Regions from separate parts of the Sus scrofa genome. Here all the other regions are linked to region 3. The links are chromatin contacts, called in public Hi-C and promoter capture Hi-C maps. All regions are on one chromosome and are shown on one strand. The core of a region is the stretch at or near the end of the contact, and the rest is flanking DNA. Distances in the headings are between cores, read along the strand shown.

Evidence for each region. Promoter capture Hi-C pulls out the DNA fragments that hold promoters and counts their contacts. A called contact is a pair of places that touch in the nucleus more often than the background predicts.
Region 1: a contact with region 3 is called in a promoter capture Hi-C map of liver, with 6 times the contacts expected there. The contact joins the promoter of LOC110259328 here to the promoter of RAB8A in region 3. A contact is called at or near these places in 1 of 5 promoter capture datasets (liver) and 1 of 2 datasets of contacts at active chromatin or transcription factors (alveolar macrophages).
Region 2: a Hi-C map of liver shows a contact between it and region 3, with 5 times the contacts expected there. The contact joins the promoter of TMEM38A here to the promoter of RAB8A in region 3. A contact is called at or near these places in 2 of 47 Hi-C or Micro-C datasets (liver and retroperitoneal adipose tissue).

Annotation. Positions count from the first base shown.
Region 1 is chr2:61,833,566-61,837,018 of Sscrofa11.1, forward strand. It overlaps LOC110259328 (phylloquinone omega-hydroxylase CYP4F2-like), which reads right to left and starts at 2,122. Exons shown (of 13, transcript XM_021083598.1): 1 at 1,937-2,122; 2 at 1,469-1,667. The coding sequence starts at 1,953.
Region 2 is chr2:60,958,751-60,962,149 of Sscrofa11.1, forward strand. It overlaps TMEM38A (trimeric intracellular cation channel type A), which reads right to left and starts at 1,777. Exons shown (of 6, transcript XM_021083580.1): 1 at 1,559-1,777. The coding sequence starts at 1,682. SMIM7 (small integral membrane protein 7) reads left to right here and starts at 2,782. Exons shown (of 5, transcript NM_001244720.1): 1 at 2,782-2,841; 2 at 2,924-2,965. The coding sequence starts at 2,816.
Region 3 is chr2:61,448,405-61,451,616 of Sscrofa11.1, forward strand. RAB8A (RAB8A, member RAS oncogene family) reads right to left here and starts at 1,947. Exons shown (of 8, transcript NM_001243802.1): 1 at 1,799-1,947. The coding sequence starts at 1,922.

The DNA.
Region 1 (3,453 bases), core at 872-3,371, 390 kb after region 3:
ATAGTGAATTATGCCCATCAATCAGGACAGCAACTCTGACACATGAACTCCCTCTGCTGGCCAGGCTTTATGCAGACTGAAACCTGTCTGTCTTGCCACAACCCTTGGACATGCCCCAAAATTGTGCATTTACAAGTGAAGAAACTGAAGCTATAGTCCCCAAAAGTGAGAAGAGGGAAGGTCCCCTCCTGGTGAAACATTCTCCCCCTCATAATACCCCATTCAAGCCTGACAAATACTCCCAGGTGCTCTGGGAAGCTGAATATAAGTCATATTCACCTTTGTGACTCAGTCCCCTCTCCCCAAGGACACCGAGGTAAGGATTCAAAGCACTTGATGAGATTGGTCCAGAGAGGGAGAGTGAGTCAGCTGAGGTCACACAGCAAGAGGAGCTGGGGGGAGGAAAACTTCCAAGACCAGTCCCCTCAGGCAAGCCCTTGGAGAGGAAGGCAGAACAACAGCAAATTTGTAACTTTCCTGCTGCCTACAAGGCTCACTGAGGCCATTTCAAGACCCTGAGTCTCAGGAAATCTTCACAGTGAGCTTCAGCATGCCCCCATTCTGAACTTTGCAGTAACAAACACGAAAATTGCAGTAAGTCCTTTCCCAAGTTGTAGTTCTCCTCCCAGGCAGGAAAGGAAAACTGTGCTCCTCTCTCAACAGCACTGGGAGATGGGAGGAGCTGGAAACCCATTCCTTTGACCTTGACGGAGGGAGGTGATAGCAAGTTCATTACCTAGGTCATGAATCATTTATTTTGAGTGCCTACCATACACCAGCCCTGGACTGGACACTGTACTGTCTGCTCCCCAGAACTATCCTCAAATGGGAAAGATGGTCAATAAGTCATTGGACAGTTAGCTATTTATTTAATCATGAGCAGGGCCAAGTCCAAGGTCAAGGTCTGGGGCACAAGGCCCACGGGGGTAAGAGGGGGTGGCAGAAGGTCTAAGGAAACTTCTGAAAGGGGAAGTGAGGGGCCAACTTCACCCAGATTGGGCAATGGGCCCGTTGGGACATCTAGGGGGAAGGGGAGTAAGAGAAGAGGAAGGTGCTCAGGATGGGGAGGGAGTAGGGAGCTATGACCCTATAGACAGCTAGCTAATTCCTGTGGGGAAGCTGTAGCCCAGAATGAGAAGACCCAAGGAAAAGGGCTGCTTGCAGAAGGCACCCTGGACACTGCCCTTGAGGAGGACTCAAGGCCATCATGGAGACTGGAAAGGCTGGGGGACTAGGCTCTGTGCAGCCTGGCCTCAGATATGTGTGGAACAGGCAGGAAATAGACCTAGAAACAGACTAGGGGTGAAAGGACAGGATGTGGGAAAAGCCTGGGATGGTAGAGCAGAGGAATAAATGAGTGAAAAAAGAGGGAGCTCTTTGGCCTCCCTCATTCTCTGCTGTACCAAACCCCAGCCCAACTCCTGGGATTCATTCTTGAAGTCCATCCACCCTGACCCTGCAGACTCACCAGGCCCAGGTGACCCAAGAACCAGTTCCGTTTTGGAGGCTGTGGGAAACTTTGGAGGTGGCGAGAATAGTTGTAGGCAGCATAGGTCCAGACCAGGACTCGGGACATAAGCCAGGAAGCCCCAACCAGCAATAGAAGCAGCCATGGTGAGGCTGCCACTGTCTCCAGTCCCAGCCAGGACACGCTCAGCTGCAGCATCCTGCAGGGCAGAGAGTGTGGAGAGTGAGTTCCTGAGACTGAGCAAAGGGCCTTGAGGGTGAACTCTGGGGCAGAGATAAGAAGAGGAGAAGGGGGAAGGGGGGGTGATGATAAGTTCTGGAAATGGAAAAAAAAGGGCTCAGAGACAGGCAGATAAGTGCTCAGAGATGGGAGGGGGACCCAGGGAAATCCAGAGGAAAAGGGAGAGAAAGACAGAGAGATAGAGACAGAAATAGACATAGTATGTAGTTACCACTGGTGTCCACTCACCTCCCAGGCCAGCTCATTCCCTGGAACCACCCTGCCTTGGACTGCGTCCTTCCTCACCTCAGGCCACAACCCCCAGCCCCTTGACTCCAAGCCTGGCACCTTCTGTCAGGAGCACCTTGTCCCACACAACTTCCCTCCTTTCCTCCTGGAAACTCTTTGCCACTGGCCCCTGACCTAAGGGAAGTTAGCAGGGGCCAGGCTAAGCCAGCCAATCCCCGCAGCCTCTTTACCTCCTCCCCACCTGGCCGCTACCCAAATAGAGGGGGAAGGGGAGCCAACTGTTTTATGAGAGAGGGCTGTAAACTAGCTCAGGTCACACAGTCTGGACACATGATCCTCAGAACACAACACCTCCCAGGTAGGCAAGTTGGGGGCAGGCAGAGGTGACTCTGAGCCTGTAAGTTTACAGACACCCCTGCCGTTCCAAGGTCAGGATGCAGCAGGTAAACTTATGAATGTTCAGGTTCAAGATGAGCAGGACAAACATCTCTGGGGCTCTTCTGCACACATGGGCCAGAAGGGTGGCATGCACCATTTCTTGGCACAGAATCAGGCCAGAGGAAAAAAAGCCTCTGGCTTCCAGGGCACACTGTCTGGCAGGAGTTCAATCCCTACCTCCAGGCCACCCAGAGCTTGGGTTTAGACATAACTGCTGAGAACAGGAATTGAGAAACCAGTCTGACTGGGGATTATGCACATCAGAGTCAGTGGGTAAAGAGCGCAGTTGGAAGAGGGCATATGGAGGCATGAAGAGTAAGCCTGTGAGGGGCCCAGAGAAAACAGGGTCCTGACAGAGGAGGAAATCCTGACCACCCTCACTCTTACTATGGGCTGTTCCATCAAATTCGGGAAATGAGATGTTGGATGAGACATTGAGACAGGGACAGAGGAGGAATCCACAGGAAGATAGGAAGGGTCAGGAGACCCACAAATGATAGAGTGAAGGGAAAGAGCTGTCAGTTAGTACCTGTGCTACTGTGTACCAGTACGCAGAACAAAGTGAACCTACTCTGTGCAGAGAATTGCATGGAAAGAGTGCCTACTCTGTGCTGACTCCCTCAAAAAGCATGCCTACAGTGTGTCAGAAACTACATAAAGCATGCCTACATGAAGGGTACCTACTATGTTCCAAGTGTTCTATATAAAGTGAATTTACTGTGTGCTAGGTAGATGCATAAATCTTGGCTACCATCTGCTGGGTACTGTCCACAAGGCATGCATACTAAGTGCCAGATGTTTTACATAAAGCACACCTACTATTTGCTGGTACTGTATGTAAAGCATACTTATTATGTGTTGGGTGGTCTGTGTACACTATGCCTACAGTGTGCCAGGGGCCCTGCATAAGTGCACCTATTCTGTATCAGGTGCTCAACATAAAATAAACCTTCCCTGAGCAATGTTCATTATGCTGGGTACTCTACACAAATCCTATCTACTGTATTACAGATTTTCTACATTTAGCATTCCCACTGAGTGTCAAACATACCACACAGGGAGCATCTACAATATGCCAG
Region 2 (3,399 bases), core at 527-3,026, 490 kb before region 3:
CATTGAACAACCTTCAGGAACCTTCAGGCTTTGGTACTTCAAGTTCAGATGATTTACTCTGTGAGTCCAGCAGGAATGTCCCAATCCCTCCCACACCCTCCCAGCCAGCCCAGAGACCTCTTTCCTTCCAGAGAGTTGTGTTCTACATCTTTATGGGGCTTCTGCCCTCCACAATTTTAGATTTCCCAATGTGTATTAGGTTCTGTACTTGCCCAGGGGACTGGCCTGAGCCACCAGGAATTCATCTGTAGGAAATACAGCCCCGTGTCAGGCTAAGGCAATATAAAGCTTATTTTGCTTTGCAAAGCAACTGCTTTCCAGAAGAGCTTTTAAAGAAATAGGCTCTGGCATGTGGATGAACTAAAATAAAATGGAAAAAAAAAAAACACTTGGCAGGCAGAGTATGGTCCTATTTGCATAAGACATGTATTTCCATCCATAACTACAGAGGTATACATGCAGAGAAGAGAGGTCTGGAAAGGTGGCCACCATGTCAACTGTAATCATCTCTTTTTTCCTTTGGGCTTTTCAGTTTGATTTTTTTTTAATATATATGAGCGTCTATTTTTATCATCTTTTTAGAAAAACTATTTCCACTGAGAAGAGAATATAGGGGTAATTTACATTTAAACAGGGGAGAGGTTCACAAAATTTGGGGTAATGGGTCTTTTTTCTAAAGCTAAACCCTGTTGTCCTTCTAGTTTGCTGGTGTGCTAAAATTATTAAAATACTAGGAAAGGAAAAAAACCACTCCCTGAATCTTGTATAAAAATACAAGGCATTTTTAAGGAGGCCATCTGCCATCACAACCCTGGAAGCTGGGTCTTCCAGCGCAGCGATTCTCCTTGAGGGTCTGCAGCTGGTGGGAGGAGGCTGACCCCAAATCACCCTGCCCTAGGGCCAGTACTACTCAGTAAGTGCAAAGGATCCGGACCAGAGCTGGAGGAATTCCCGCCGGGCTCGGAGATCTAGCACAGCTTCGGCTCCATGGCCACAGCAGGGAGGGGGCACCGGTGTCACTTTCTCTGAGCCTGATCACAGCCCCCAGCACAGCCGGCCCTTATATAGACACTCAGCTGCCACTCCGGCTTCTCACGCCAAGGGCAAGGAGGGAGGTCACGGCTCCGGGCAGCCAGGACATCTGGCCCGGCCGAGAGCGCCAACCCCCGCCGGTGCCCTCACCACGACCTACGACCCTTGCCCAAGCACACGTGACCCTACCCAGCAGGACCCCAGACCTTCTCTCCTTGCTTCCTCCCCAGTACCTGCTCCCCCTCCTTTGAACAATCACTTTCCTTCCCTCTGGCTTGCATCAGCTTCCCTTCCCCCAGCCCCGCAATCCCAGGGGCTTCTCCCCTTGCCCTCCCTCCAGTCCCTACCCTCTTCCCGCTCCCGAATAGGAGAATCTCACGATCCCGGCACCTGCCTGCTCCCCCGAACCAGGCCCTGGGGCTGTCCCCTCCCCTCCACGATCCAGGCCTTTCTCTTCCTCCAGACCCCCAGGGTTTACCCCCGTCCCTTTAATGCCAGCCCTCTCCAGCCCCCAACCCAGGCTCACCTGGCTCATACTTGAGGTAGATAATGGAGACGATGAAATAGCTAAGGTCGAAGACAGGGAAGAGGGGCACCCGCGAGAAGCTGAGCGCCAGCTCGCCCAGGCTCAGCGCCGAGAGCAGCTCCATGGCGCCTGACGGGTCGCACCCCAGCCCCCGGCCGGGTGCGTCCAGCTGCCCGAGGCCCGGCGAATGCGCCCCGCTGCTGGACCCGCCCCCGCCCGCCAGGCACCGCCCCCAACCCGGCCCCCGCGGGAGAGGAGGGGCTACCGCTGGCTTCGGAGCGGGTCTTGGGACAATCCTGTCCTACGGAGCCCTGTCGGTCGAGTGTCACACAGTCAGTCCCTTCGGCCATCACGACCCCCAGCCCAGCGAAGTGGGCTTCGAGGGGTCCTTGTGGTGTGTGAGTTGGGCAGGGGAGCTGTCTTTGTAGGGGGACGAGATTCGCTCAGCACAGGGCCCAACAGGCAGGATGGATCATCAAGGACCGGTTCCCGTGGGGCTCGATTAGGACCCTCGTCTCTGTGGAGCCCCTAGATCAGGAGGACCTCCGTCCCTCGTGGGGCCGGATCAGTTGTGAACCCCATAATCCCGTGCACCAAAGGGCCCCTTCAGTCAGGACCCCTGTCGTCTATAAAGCTGTCATGATCTCAGCCCTCTGTAAGTCATGACATCTGTCCTCCACAAGGAACCCCGTCTTCCAAGGGAATCGGTCAGTTGGGACCCCTGCCCCCGGTACTGCCCGTCTAGTGTGGGATCCCGGCTCCCGTGGAGCCCGGGAGGAGGCCCTTTTGGAGTCCAATCAATCTGGGCCTCCATGCCCTGGAGAGCCCACTCTGTCAAGACCCATTCCCCTATGCAGTTCAAGGATCAGGGGACCGTGTTTCTCCAGAAGCCCCATCCGAGACCCCAACCCCACAACAGAAGCTGCTGCTCTAGTTCTCCAGCGCGCTGGTCCCTCAAGCCTGCGCGACTGGCTCGCAATTGGTGAACCAAGTCTGCCCCCAGATGGCTCCGCCCCTGGGAGACGTCAGGACCCCGCCCCGCCCTTTCTTGGTTACACTCTGGACCTCCCCAACAAGGAGCGGCGCTCTCTCTTTCTGAAGGGGGTTTGGTCTACAGCAGGCGGGACCCTGACTGCCTTGGTCTTTGATTGGCTCAGCCCTTGCCAGAGCTGCTTCGAGATTGGTCGGCTCGTGTTCCTCTCCCCTCCCTCCCAGAGGCTTCCGCTTCCTGTTCTGACGGACACTCCGGCCGTAACGATGATCGGGGACATCCTGCTGTTTGGGTAATTAGGGGGACCGGAAGATTGGGCCAGAGGGCCCGACGGGGTGAGGGGCGGCCCATGTAACCGTATTCTCCCTCTGCAGGACGCTGCTGATGAACGCCGGGGCGGTGCTCAACTTTAAACTGTGAGTAGGCCGCGTTGGACCGCAGCTCCATCCGGGGGACCCGTAGCCCCGCCCCCGAGAGCTTGAGCCCTTCCTACGCCGCGGGCCCTGCCCTCGAGTCCCAGCCCTCTGGCCCCGCCTTCATTATGGGCCATCCTCCTGTGACCCTCCAGGCCACAGCGACATGAAATCGGACTCTCCTGAGATCCCTCTGCTCACAAGCACGAGAGCCTCAGGCCCATCACCCAAGAATCTCTTAGCCCTAGCCTGTACCCTCAACCCCGCATCTGGCACCTTCGGACCACCCTCTCCACACCGTCCGTGGCTGCAGGCATAGCTGTGATGGGCGGGGCAGGGAGGATTATTGAACAGCGAGGTCACACAGCAAATCAGCGGTAAGGTTAGAGCTCCCCTCTGAGCTGGGAGTCAGGGCCCGGGGACTAAACGGTTTCTTT
Region 3 (3,212 bases), core at 697-3,196:
GCCTTCTCAGAGCCCTAAAGGGCTAGCCTTGCTTTTGTGGTCAAGAATTTAAAACCCAACAAAAAAATTCAACCTCCGAATTGATCTCACTAGGAAGGTTCTGACTCTGGGAAACTGAAGTCTGGGTTGAGGGTGAGCTGCAGTCTACCAGGAGTTGATATCACTTCCTGATAGGTGGGGATGGAAGGGTTACCCCAAAATTTGACCTTGGAGTTAGGGAAGGGGAGGAATCAGAAACATCTGTGCCCAGGGAAGAATACTGTCATTATAAGAGACATTCTGCTTCCTTCCTCTGGCAGTGGTGACAACCCCCTTATCATTATACAGTTCTGATCCTCAACCATCCAGGGTACTGGCCAAGGCAAAGAACACTAGTCCTACGGCTCAGAGAGGCAAAGTGCTTGTTAAAGGACGAACAGCAGCTGGGAAACAGGCATGATGAGTTCTAGTCCAATTCTCTTTACATCTGGCACCTAAGTATCTTGCAAAGTGCAGCTCTTGGAGGCTGGCAAGGATGGAATTAGCAGCTCACTGTGGGGTTCAGGGAGATAACATACACTGGGGTAAAGCAACACCTACTCCCTAGTTTTTTTCTAACCCCTGGGCTTGGTGACCATTCTTCTGCTTCCCCATCCAGAGCAGGGCTGCAGAGCTTAGAGGCCACTCTGCCTGATGGGTGTTACTTCCCAGTCAAACCTTTTCATGCAGGCAATGGCCTTTTTTCTGGTGAGAAGTCAGCTCCCACTTTTTGTGGATGTCAGAACTGAGAAGCAACAGGTCAGTTCTGTTCAACCACAGTGTGGGCTGGCCCTGTGGGCAAGGCTGTTTTGCAAAGTGACAACTGGTGTCCTGGCCCTAGTGATAGGGAAGTTGGGGCTGTCTGTGGCAGTGGCTGATTTTGGTTTCTAAGCTGAAGCTTTTATCTGGCATCTCCTCAGGATGACAGGTCCCAGGGCAGACAGCTGTCACTTGCCATTTCTGTTACCCTCTAGTGGGATGGAAAGCTGGGCAAGGAAAGTCTCTGGACTCCCTCTCATCATTCTTTCCAGAAGAAATTCATCTCTAGGGGAAATAGGATCAGGGAGGGGGCTCAACCCCTGAATATTCCATTATAAAAGAGCAGGAGAGGTCTGGGTTGGAGTCCTGGCTTAGACATGGATCAGCTATGCTTGTCCTGGGGAGTGAGTGCTCACATCTCTCTGGGACGGTTGAGCCTTGAGTTTGGGGGGTCAAACACACCTGGGTACAAATACCATCCTTGCCACCAGTAGACTGTGTGACCTTGGGCAAGTACAGTCTCCCTGAGCCTCAAATGCCTCTTCTGTGAAAGTAACTCATAACAGCACTTGACACAGAGGACCAGGAAGTGTGATCATGCACGTAAAGCACCTGACACACAATAAAAGCTCAATAAAGTTAGATGTCACCTGTCACTGTCCTTTCCCCATGGACAACTCCACATTTCTACGTTTATAAGTCAAAGACCCCAAAGACTGCTTCGAGGGCCGATGCAAGAACAAGATGACAGGGCGCCAAGACTCTGTCCAGGACATACACTCCCTGACAAGTAGGCTGAGGATTGGGGCCTCAGTATTCCCATCTGCAAATTGGGTACCTGACCCTCACCCCCGCCCCATGGCCCAGGAACCCCCAAAGGGCGGTGCAGGCTACTGCTCCTTCCCGCTCCGGCCTTCTCGACCCTCTCAGATCTCGGGTCCATCCCGCTCAGCAGCTCCCTCAGTCCCAGCCCTCAGGGTGAGAGCCCGGCCTGGGCCTTCCGCGCTCCCGGCCCCACTACCTATGGTGGAGATGAAAGTGGAGTTGAAGGCGTCCTCGGAGAAGCGGAACAGGACACAGGTCTTCCCCACCCCCGAGTCCCCGATCAGCAGCAGCTTGAACAGGTAATCGTAGGTCTTCGCCATATTACACTCTCTCCCCGACGGGAAGTGCGGCCAGCGCCTCGCCACTGGCCCCTGGCCCAGTCCATCAGCGCCGATCCCGCCCCCCATTGGCTCCTGGCCCGCCGCGCGTCACCGCGGCCGACGCCCGCCCCCGCGCCCCGCCCGTCTCAGGAAGACGTGGGGAAGGGGCGAGCAGGGCGCAGAGCCGGAAGCGGCCTGAGGGCGCCGCTCATTGGCCGGCGCTCAGGACAGGGCGGACTGCGATTGGCCAGTGGTGAGGAGTCGAGGGGCTTCAAATGGGGACAAGGCTGGGGCATGGCATCTCTGTGTCCCCGCCTTCTTCCTCTGACTCTAGGGCGGCCACGCCCCCCGATGGGAGGGGGAGGGCGGGCAGCTGGGCCAACGGCTCCGCGCGCCCTCAAGCTGGGGCGGGGTCTGGGGAGCGTGCGCAAGCGCGCCGGGAAGGCCGTAGTGTGCCAGCAGAGGGCGCACGCGGGTGGTGGGGGTGTTCTCTGGCTCTTGCTGTTCCAGGCCGGAGCAAGTTCAATTAGCGTCGGGTCCAGCGCGGGAATGTGGCGTGGCGGTGGTGGTGCGGTCTGCAGGCTTCCGTGTCAGACCGGGCGGAGCCGAAGAGATAGGAGAGCAGAAGTACCGTCATAGTCGAAACGAGGCCCCCTCGAGACTTGCTCCGGGGCCTTGACGCTGGCCAGCGGATCTTCCTAGAGACACCCAGGCCTCAGCCACAAGCTGCGCCCCGAGGTCCGCAGGACTCCTCAGGATGCTCCCTTGGATCTATTTAGAGGTTGCCCAGGACTTGTCCCAGAGCCTCTCCCGCCGCGACCCAGTCAGCCGTCTGAGTTGCACCCTGGAGCCTTGGAACCCGCCGAGAGAGTTCGGATAGTGAGAATTAGAGGGAATACTAAAGAGCTTTTGGTTCTGTGCCTGCCAGTGTTGTCAGCACTTATAAAAAAATTTATAAAATATTTTGTCCACACCCCAACCCACCGAGGTAGGTATTATTGTGTGTGTTCACGCTTCCCCCCACCAAGTTTTACGGTGAGAAAACAAGACTGAGAGGTTAAATGACTTTCCCAGGCTCTTAACCAGATAAATTGGTTTTTGAACTCAAACCGAACAGCTTCAGAGGCTAAGGTCTTGATCAGATAGTTTTCTGCGTGGTAGGGATGAGCCACATCACTTGGGTGGACTCACCGCCATGTGTCACTCTGGGCTATCAGGCCTGGAGGCTTCCCAAGGATCTTGACAAAAGATGACTGCTGCCTCTCCTCACTGTCCCACTTCACATTCTTT